Regions from separate parts of the Macaca mulatta genome. Here region 2 is linked to region 1. A link is a contact called in public Hi-C data. All regions are on one chromosome and are shown on one strand. Each heading gives the region's core, a stretch centred on a gene start, on an enhancer-like site or on the middle of the called end of the contact. The rest is flanking DNA. Distances are from core to core; before and after follow the strand shown.

The links. Hi-C and Micro-C count contacts between places; a contact is called where the count stands out from the background.
Region 2: a Hi-C map of fetal cortex germinal zone shows a contact between it and region 1, with 2.6 times the contacts expected there. The contact joins the promoter of CRY1 here to the promoter of MTERF2 in region 1. A contact is called at or near these places in 2 of 14 Hi-C or Micro-C datasets (cortical neurons and fetal cortex germinal zone).

The regions. Positions count from the first base shown.
Region 1 is chr11:114,188,039-114,192,717 of T2T-MMU8v2.0, reverse strand. MTERF2 (mitochondrial transcription termination factor 2) reads left to right here and starts at 3,158. Exons shown (of 2, transcript NM_001193943.3): 1 at 3,158-3,287. It also overlaps a transcript of CRY1 not described here.
Region 2 is chr11:114,293,490-114,298,646 of T2T-MMU8v2.0, reverse strand. It overlaps CRY1 (cryptochrome circadian regulator 1), which reads left to right and starts at 1,976. Exons shown (of 13, transcript NM_001194159.2): 1 at 1,976-3,007. The coding sequence starts at 2,850. LOC144333010 (a long non-coding RNA gene) reads right to left here and starts at 4,053. Exons shown (of 2, transcript XR_013401309.1): 1 at 2,649-4,053; 2 at 2,269-2,580.

The DNA of each region.
Region 1 (4,679 bases), core at 1,909-4,408:
CCCTTCTCTATTTTTAAAAAATCAACATAAAAGTAAAAAGTAAAGAAGACCCAGGCACAGTGGCTCATGCCTGTAATTCTAGCACTTTAGGAGACTGAAGCAGGAGAATCACTTGAGACCTGGAGTTTAAGATTAACCTGAACAACATCTTAGGACCCCATCTCTACAAAAGAAAACAACAAATATATTAGCCAGGTGTGGTGGTGTGCATTATGGTCCCAGCTACTTGGGAGGCTAAGGTGGGAGGATGTCTTGATCTGGGGGGTTTGAGGCTGCAGTGAACTATGATTGCACCCACTGCACTCCAACCTGGATGACAGGGTGAGACCTTGTCTCAGGGGGTGGGGTGGTGGTGGGAAATCCATTACTGAGAAAAAGAAGATGAAAAAATCCTGTGTTTTATCGTTCTTTTTTCACCACTGTTAAAGTGAAGTAATATTTTAATTGTTTTTTTATGGTAACTACCTCACGTCCTACTCTTTGGACCTAGTTGTACAGTGCAGAGTTGAGAAATTCTTAGGCCTGAGATTTACCATCATCATACAAGAGGTCAAAGATTCAGTTTTTTTGTTGTTGTTTTGAGACAGAGTCTCACTCTGTCGCCCAGGCTGGAGTGCAGTGTCGCAATCTTGGCTCACTGCAGCCTCTGCCTCCTGGGTTCAAGCGATTCTCCTGCCTCAGCCTCCCAATTAGCTGGCACTACAGGCACGTGTCATCACACACGGCTAACTTTTTGTATTTTTTAGTAGAGATGGGGTTTCACCGGGTTAGCCAGGATGGTCTTGATCGCCTGACCTTGTGATCTGCCAGCGTTGGCCTCCCAAAGTGCTGGGATCGCAGGCATGAGCCACCGTGCCCGGCCAAAGATTCAGTTTTAATGTGAATAAATAAACCTTTCAGTAAAAGACTATTTCAGCATGAGCACTGGTATGCTATTTATAAATAATGTAAGAGGACTTTTTTTTTTTTTAATTAGGGAGATTTTTGGAAAGCTTTTTCAGTTTGGTGTAAATAGTGGTCAAAAAGAATCACTAAAAGGGAAAGAAAAGGCATCAATCATCGTGCTCTACTTGAGCAGATACACTATGTTCGAATACAGTTTTCTCCCCTTAACTAGAAATCCTACTTGTGGTTGAGGGATTTAAGACATTTTACTCATTCAGCAAATACTTCTATTCTTACTGCCAAAAACTGTACTGACGACTTGGAAAAATTACATTGAGAGAACCAGGATTTTGAATGAACCTGTGCAAAGTCCTTACATTTTTCATATTTGCTTAAAATAAATTAGTAAATTTGAGATATAAAAGACTATCAGTGTTTTTAATGCATCCCTTACAAGCTAGAATTTTCAGGATCTTCTCACAATTCAAATGTGTTTGTAATTTTCTTGTACATAATATGCATAATTATAAGTTATTTTCCCCTTTTCTTCATTCAAGGTTTTCTTTCTGATTATATGGTCCTAGAAATGCACTGTTTAAATATTTGGGCTGGAAAAAACTTTGAGTAGCATTTATTTAATACAGTTGGAATAGCTGATTTGTCAGTTTCAAGTTTTGATTACAATGAACGGGGTCATATGTATTGTAATTCCTCACACAATTACGTGGAGCCCTGATACAAGCTTCCGGCACCCTGGTGCACATTTCTGCTCCCTCCCTCCTGACCAGTGATGGCAGCTTGCAGTTCTAAGTCCTGAGTTTACATTCCTTAACTTCCTTTTCTGTATCCTGATTTCCTTTTCCTAAGTACAAATGACTCACTTTGGTTAGTCTGGACCCCAAATCGTTTTATATCAGGAAAAAGTATGCAGTAAATCTATGCATAATAGAGTTTTTATATTCAGATAACTCAGGGGTTGCTGGACAAACACCCCTCAGCTGTACACTTGAGTTGCTCAGATCGTTCTAGAATATCCTAGAGATCAGAGGTGATCTTGAGGAGCCAGGATTCTTGGTGCTACTCTGTGGAATTAAAAATGCATGTGTGAGCGCCTCTCAGTAAAGCCTGTTGAGCCTAAACTGCATACTGAGACTAGACTCAAAGATTTAGTTAACATTTCCTGAGCTCCTACTGTGTGCCGAGCATTGCTCACAGAAAAATAATTAGTAGCCTCAAGGAATTTACTCCACAGGGTGTGAGGGCAGTCTAAGTGCCAGTGCCACCGATTACGGCAGAACTGTGCAGTGTGCTATGAACACCTGAAAGCAGGGACCTCCAGCTGGGAAAACCAGTTTTTCTGACTCCAACTCCATACAAACAGAACCACCAGGCCCAGGTCAGGGCACCCTGTCCTCGATAACACTTAACTCTAGGTGTGATTAGTCACGTTATTAGTTGTTGATATCTCTGCCCTCCACTAGAATATAAGCTCCATAAGGACAGGGAATGTATTTTATTCCCCCTCTATCTTCTCATTGCTGTTTCAATATGCTTTGCGCTTAACAGGCCTGCCATAAATACTTGTTTTTTGGATGGAGAAATGTGAAAATAAATGAGAGAGACGTTGAGCCTGGCTTTAAGGAGAAATTAACGTGTTTAGTGTATGAGATTGGGCATCACCGGTAATAATTAGAATGGAAACCACTTGGCAGTTTATCAGAAAAGGCGAGTATTTAGGTGAAGGTGGCAAGGAGGGGGAGAACGGAGAATGGCTTTTAAAGACGAATCAGTCGCAAACTGCTGGGGTAGGGTGGGGGCGGGGAAAAGTTTAGATGTGTTTCAAAGAATTTGGGGTTTTTTTAAACATTTCTTTCGTAAGTTGGTTCTTTACCTAATTGAATTATTTTGGGAACTGTGATTGGTTCTATCTTAAAAATATAGCGGTTTCTGTTACTTCTTTTTTTTTCTTATATTTTCTAAGCGTCAAAGCTACTGGAACTCCGCTTCCTAAAATGCTAAGGAAAGGGTGTGAAAATGCCAGATGCCCCCCGGCACAGGCTCCGCTCCCTGGAAAGCCGATTCCCACTCCCACTCCCCCTTGTGGTGCGGAGAGGGACGCGTAGTTGTGTCCTGTGCTCTGACTGGCTGCGCTGGGACGTGGGGGCGTGTCTGCGGGGGGTGGGGTGTCATCTCCCGAGACCTGATTGGCCATGGGTGAAGGGGCTGGTGGCCTGGTTGACGCTGCCGAGGACTGTCGGGAGCTTCTTGGGACGGAGGACCGAGACCCAGGCTCTAGGCCTCAGGGGGACGGCGGACCGTGTGGAGGCTGACCGAAGAGAGAGGGAAGGACGGGGCCTGGCCCCCGGGACTCCCTGTGCCTTGCTTGGAGCTGACGCCGACGGGTGAGTCGCCCTCTTCCTCTGCTCCCTTCCTCACCTGCGGCGCCGTGGCGGAGGTCAGGGTCCGCAAAACCCCATGCATCACCAGACGCTCAGCTCAGCCTGCCGGGTTTCTCTGGAAAAGCGGAGGCCCTACAGTGAATGTGCGGCCTTTTGATCGGTCCCGGAGATGATCTTCCGAAGACCCTCGTTTTTCCTTGCTTATAAACATTGGTCAGTTTGAAACTGGCAGCAGGGCATACGTGTTACGAAAGAAGAACTCTACTGAAGCCAGTGGTGGTGTAGAGAAGATCATACTAACCATAACTGTGTGTATTACGGAAGTGAATTTCACTCCTCAAAAATGCTTAAGAAACAAGCATCCTAGAACAGCCCACATTGTGATTTAACGAACATTTACCAAAAGCATTACTTTATGTGGGGGCACAGGGCTAAGAGCAGGACTCTGGAGCCAAGCTGTGGGGTTTGAATCCAATTCTGCCTTTTTTTTTTTTTTTTTTTTTTTTTTTTAGCTAAGCAACCTTGGGCAAGTTCCTTTACTTGTGTCTGTTTCTTCATTTTAAAATGGGTTGTTGTGATGATTTAATGATTTAGTATATGTGAAGAGTTTTCTGCATATTCTAAGTGATTTGTGGTATTAACTCGTTTGATCTTCGCAGTCACCCAGGAGATAGTGTCACCATTTTCCTGATGCCAAACTGAGGCTCAGAGAGGTGAAGTAACTTCCTCAAGTCTCAGCACAACTGTTGTCCAGGAATCAGGCAGTCTGTCTCTGGTAACCCAGTTTTACCCACTGCATTAATTTACTGCATCCACTTGTTCACTCAGTTTCACCTGACAAATACTGATTTTGTCTCTGTGTGGAACAAGTTCTTTGCTGGGTGCAGGGAATAAAGCAGAACACCGTTCAGTTCCTGCCTTCCCAACGCTTGTAAATCTAGTGCAAGTTGTTCATGGCCGGGTTGCAGGGTGTCCATGAATCCTGCTAAAATCATTTGCAAAATGTTGTGAGTGTGGGTCTTTTCTTCTGGAAAGAGAGTCTGTGACTCTCAGGTTCTAAGTTGATCTGTGATCCAAATGGAGGGATGAAGAAGTGTTGGTTTAGCAGACCTGTGCCTAGTATGCCTGATACACAACTTGAACTTCAAACAAATAGCAACATAATTCCTACTGGTTGAAAGAATAAAGAACATAAGAGCATGATAAGTGCTGCAGTAGAGTCCGGAGCAGGGTGCTGTGGAAGAGCACACAGAAGGCCACCTGGCCAGGAATGCCTCCTAGAGGCAGTGAAGGTAGCTGGGTGAAGGGTAGGCAAGTAGTTCTTTGGAACACTGTGGTGACCAGTCTCTGTCCATGTGGAGTGTTGAGACAGAAACATACACGAACAGCTGCAGC
Region 2 (5,157 bases), core at 727-3,226, 110 kb before region 1:
AACCATCAGATCTTGTGAGAACTCACTTACTATCACGAGAACAGCATGAAGGTAACTGCCCCCATGATTAAATTACCTCCCACTGGGTCCCTCCTACAACACGTGTGGATTATGGGAACTACAATTGAAGATGAGATTTGGGTGGGGACACAGCCAAACCATGGCATTCATATATATAATTTAAAAAGTATTCTTACAGAACCAAAGAAAGGCTGATATATACTTCTTGTAGCAACAGAAACAGAAGTAGGGAAGACTATTCAGACAGATTGGCGCTCTAGAGTATTAAATTTACTTTATTGCTGCATTAATTTGCTAGGGCTGCTGTAAAAAAGTATCACAAATTGGGAGGCTTAGAACAACAATAGGAACTAACTGTCTTGTAGTTCTAGAGGCCAGAAGTCCAAAATCAGGGTGTCAGCAGTGCCACAGTCCTGTGAAGGTGTTAAGAAAGGATCTGTTCCAGGCCTTCCTCCTAGCTTCCAGTAGTTCCTTGACTTGTGGCAGCACAATTCCAATCTTTACATGGTATTTTCCTTGCATATATATATATATTTATATTTCTGTGTGTAAATTTCTCCATTGTATGAGGCCACCAATCACACTGGATTAGGGTGCACCCTAATGACCTCATCTTAACTTCAGCATGTACAAAGACCTTATTTCCAAATAAGGCCACATTTATAGTCACTGAGGGTTATATGAATTTTGGGGACACATAATCAACTGGTAAGAATTGCCATCTCCTTCTTTCTTTTAACGTTGCCAAACACACTGGTGGCCAACAGCACTCACTCACTCATTCATTCATTCATTAAATAAACATTTGCCTACATCAGCCTCTGTTCTGGTGTTGATGCAAAAAATAAAAACAAAACAAAACTGAATACAGACCCTGTCCTTGAGAAATCACACTTCGGAGGGAATAGGAGGCACATTATGATGATGATAAGTACTATTATTGAGTTAGTATTGCTAGGTATGGGCACTTTTCAACTAATTTTCACAGTAGTGTGATAAGTGATGTATCAGAAACATACGTGGAGAACCCAGGGAGGTCCTAAATTTGCCCTAGGGATCAGGAATACTTTCAGAAGTTAGTTATAATTTCATCGGAGTCTAAAGAGGTGTGCAGAAATATCCCAGGTAGCTCAAAGGCGGTTATCTTGAGTACTGGATTCCAAGGAAGAATATTTTATAGAGGAAAAAACAGCAAAGGTTAAGAGACAAATTGTAAACCCCAAGAGGACTGGAGTCTGTGTCTATTTTATTAAGTATCTCCTGTATCTCTAGTGCTTTGAACAGTGCTTAGTTCACTCAAAAAGTAATCATTGAATGAATTTAAGGGCATCATATATCTAAGGGATGGCATGGCCTGCAGTTCACTGTCGCTGGAAAAGTAGACAAACGTCCAGTCTCAAAGAGACCGGTAAACTACATTAAATGTAGATTAGGGGTGAAACGTTGATGATATATATCGCTAGTATTAAAAAATTCCAGGAAGTCCAGGAATGCCTGGCATCCGTCCTGCCAATTACCCTTTTCCCCAGAGCATGTACAAGGGGGAGGAGGCACCCAAGGGCCAGGAGAGTGGAGGGGCACAGCTCCATAATCTCCAAAGTAGGGTTCTCTGGCAAGCACATGGTTTGGACTTGAAATCTACGTGAAGCCTCCCACTCTCCTCCTTCCACTCCATCCTCCCCTCACTCTCCGCCCGACTCCACCTTTGGCTCCTGAAAGACACCGGACAATTTCCAGGCCTTCCCCAAATCCCACGGGAGGAATCACCCAGCGCGCTTCGGCCCGCGGGCCCCGCCCCCTTACCCTCTGGAGCGCAGCGAGAGCGCAAGCGCGCCTCTCTGACCAGCGCGCGCGCCCGCGAGCTCCCCGCATCCCCGTGCTCATCCGGGTCTCACCGAGCCTCGGCCAATAGTGCCCGCTCACGGCCCCTGGGGGCGGGGCTAAGCCTTCCCTCACAAGGGGCCTGTGGTCAACACGGTTTGCCTCCAAGGGACGGCCCGCCAGTCGGCACAGGAAAGGGGCAAAGGCAGTGAGCTCAGCGTGTGGGCGAGGGTCAACGGTTCTGGGATCAAGCGGCTGCCGCCCCTCCAGAAGCGACCGAAGCGCGAGCAGATTCCCCCTCCGAGTCAGTGTAGTAAACACACTTCAGAAACGTGAGGTGCCGGTGGTCACGTGGGGAGCGCGCCCTCCAATGAGGAGCCGGGGGCGGGGCCGAGGCCGCTGACGCGGCGGCGGCGGCAGAGTCACCCGGGCAGCCTCGGGACCGGTCACCGGCCGGCAACCGTCCAGCGGCCTCGACCACCGCCTCTTGCCTCCGTCCCCGGTCCTTTCTCCTGGGCCTAGAGACAGCGTCGCCGACAGGGGCTCATTCCCCTTCGGTTCTCCTCGGTGACTCACCTCGGGCGGGCCGTTTTGTCTTTAGGAGCCGCCTTGGTGGGGCGAGGTTTCCGTGACGAACCTCCTGGGGCCGTCCGTGCCAGCTCGGGCCGTCGTGGCGGCTCGAGCTCGTGGAATTTGCTCAGGCTCCGGAGGTCCGAGGCCCTCGAAGTTATGCGTCGCCTCCAGGAGGTTGCGGCGGGCGCGGGCTCCTAAAGGGCGTCAAACCCGGACTCCGCCGACTGGGCAACCTCCATTCATCTTCTCACTGCGCTTCCAGCGCCCCCGCCTTCTCCAGTCCCCTCCTTGGAGTCATTTTTTCCTGTCCCCCCTCTACCGCCCTTTCCTTACTCCTCGGGTGAGGCAATTCTCTTGGAAGCGAAGGTGTCGGCTATGAGCCGGAGCCTCCTTCCTTGAATTTCTCCGTGGAGGACCCGCCGCGCGCCCCCAGCATGGGGGTGAACGCAGTGCACTGGTTCCGAAAGGGGCTCCGGCTCCACGACAACCCCGCCCTGAAGGAATGCATTCAGGGCGCCGACACCATCCGCTGCGTCTACATCCTGGACCCCTGGTTCGCCGGCTCCTCCAACGTGGGCATCAACAGGTGGCGGTGAGTCACAAGCCCGTGGGAAATGGATTTGGGTGTTTAATGAATCTGATGTTAATGAATTCCATGCGATCCGCCAAATCTGAGAATTTAGACGTGGGACTGCCTTCCTTATACCGCTAACGAATTGTAGGTGCCCTAAGTATTAAATAGAATTGACTTAATAGTTCTCTGGCCAGAGAGTACTGACGACCTGAAACACTCGGCCTTCATCAGTGAGTTAGTTATGTGTCTTTCTGTGCTAACGGGAGCTCTTCCCCTGAATTTGTGGAGAATTCTTAGTGCTGGAGTTAAAGAAACACCCTTCCTGTCCTTAGTGGCCTGTGTATATGGATTCCCTTGGCCTGTTTGTGGCATTCGAAAGGATTGTGATGTTTCCTGTTTACGTTTGTGTCTAGGTAACTCATAGTATGGAGAAAAATCATTCATTCAGTACAGCTGGCTCCAGATCCAGTTTTCTTCCACCTTGAGGTTACTGAGGGAAAAGCAAGGGAAACAGCATTATCTGGTTTCTCTGCTCGGCTCTTTTTCTCAACTCCTCCTTGTGGTTGCCGAGACAAAGCACAGTTTTTCTTTCTAGGCAAGTTGTAGTCCTTCTAGGGATCAGAGCACAAAGAAATCTTAGAGATGCTTTATGATCTTCCTGAAACACCGGGCTACGTGATCGTTGGGCCCCCTGGTGGAAATGAAAGCATTAGCTCAACAGAGAGACTCTTGATCACTTACCATGTGCCAGGCACTGATTTAAATGATAGGGATATAGCAGTGAGTGAAAGACAAAAAGTCATGTCTTCAAGCAGAAAGTAAAATATGTAGTATTTTAGGTGGTAAGTGTTGTGGAGAAAAATAGAGCAGAGTAAAGGGATAAAGAATACAAGGGTAGGGATGAGGTTGCAGTTTTAAATATGATGATCAGGGGAAAAGTCACAGAGAAGGTGACAGTTGAGCATACCTGAAGGAGGTGGTGGGATGCAGCTATCTAGGGGAAGACCATTCCAGGCAAAGGGAGGAGTAAGGGAAAAGGCAGAGATATGCTTGACCTTTGGAAAGAACAGCAGAAGAATCCAGTATGACTGGAGCAGAATAAGTGAGGGAAAAATAGTAGACGATGAGGTCAGAGTTGACTTAGGGCCAGATTGAAGAGAGCCTTATAAGCAGTTTTCAAGATTTGGGTTTTTACTCAGTGAAGTGGGAATAACTGCAGGATTATGAGCAGAGAAGTAATGTGATCTGACATAAGTTTGAAAAAGAATTTTTCTGCTTGTTCTGAGAACAAATCTGAGAATTTCTCTGCTTGTGGTTCTGAATTGGGGAGTGGAGGTGGACAAGAAGCAGGAAGTCCAATTAAGAAGCTGTTGGCATTCATCCAGGTGAGAGATGCGAAGGCTTGAATCATAGTGATAATTGTGGATGGGGTGAGGAAAAAAAACAGATGCTGGCTATATTATGAACGCAGAATACACAGTATTTGTTGGCAGATTGGATATGTAGTGTGAGAGAAAGAAAAGGAGTTAGGCTGGGTGCGGTGGCTCATCCCTGTAATCCCAGCACTTTGGGAGGCTGAGGCCAGGAGTTCAAGACCAGCCTGGCCATCATGGCAAAACCCTGTCTCTGTTAATACTGAAAATATAAAAATTAGCTGAGCACAGTGGTGCATGCCTGTAATCTCAGCCGCTCAGGAGGCTGAGGCATGAGAATCACATGAACCTAGGAGACGGAGGTTGCAGTGAGCTGAAATCGTGCCACTGCACTCCAGCCTGAGTGACAGAGTACTCTGTCTCAAGAAAAAAAAAAAAAAAAAAAGAAAAAGGAGTTATAGTTTGGTGCTATATAAAAAGCACCAAAATTCAGTGCTTTTTATGTAGTGGCAGCTTACTGTTTGAGAAAATTTTTGGCTTGAGAAACTGGAAGGATGGGGCTTCAATTTGCTAAGAAAGTGAAGCCAGCTGGAGAAGCCATTGGGAGGGTGATTGGAGTTCTCTTCCATTAAGTCATTAAGTTTGAGATGTATTTTACACATTCAAATGGAGATAGCAAATAGGCAGTTGGATGTGTCTGGAGCTGCAGACAGAGATCCAGGCAGGGAGTATAAATTGGAGAATTCATGAGATTATAGATAATATATAAAGCCATGTATTCATCCATCTATTTAT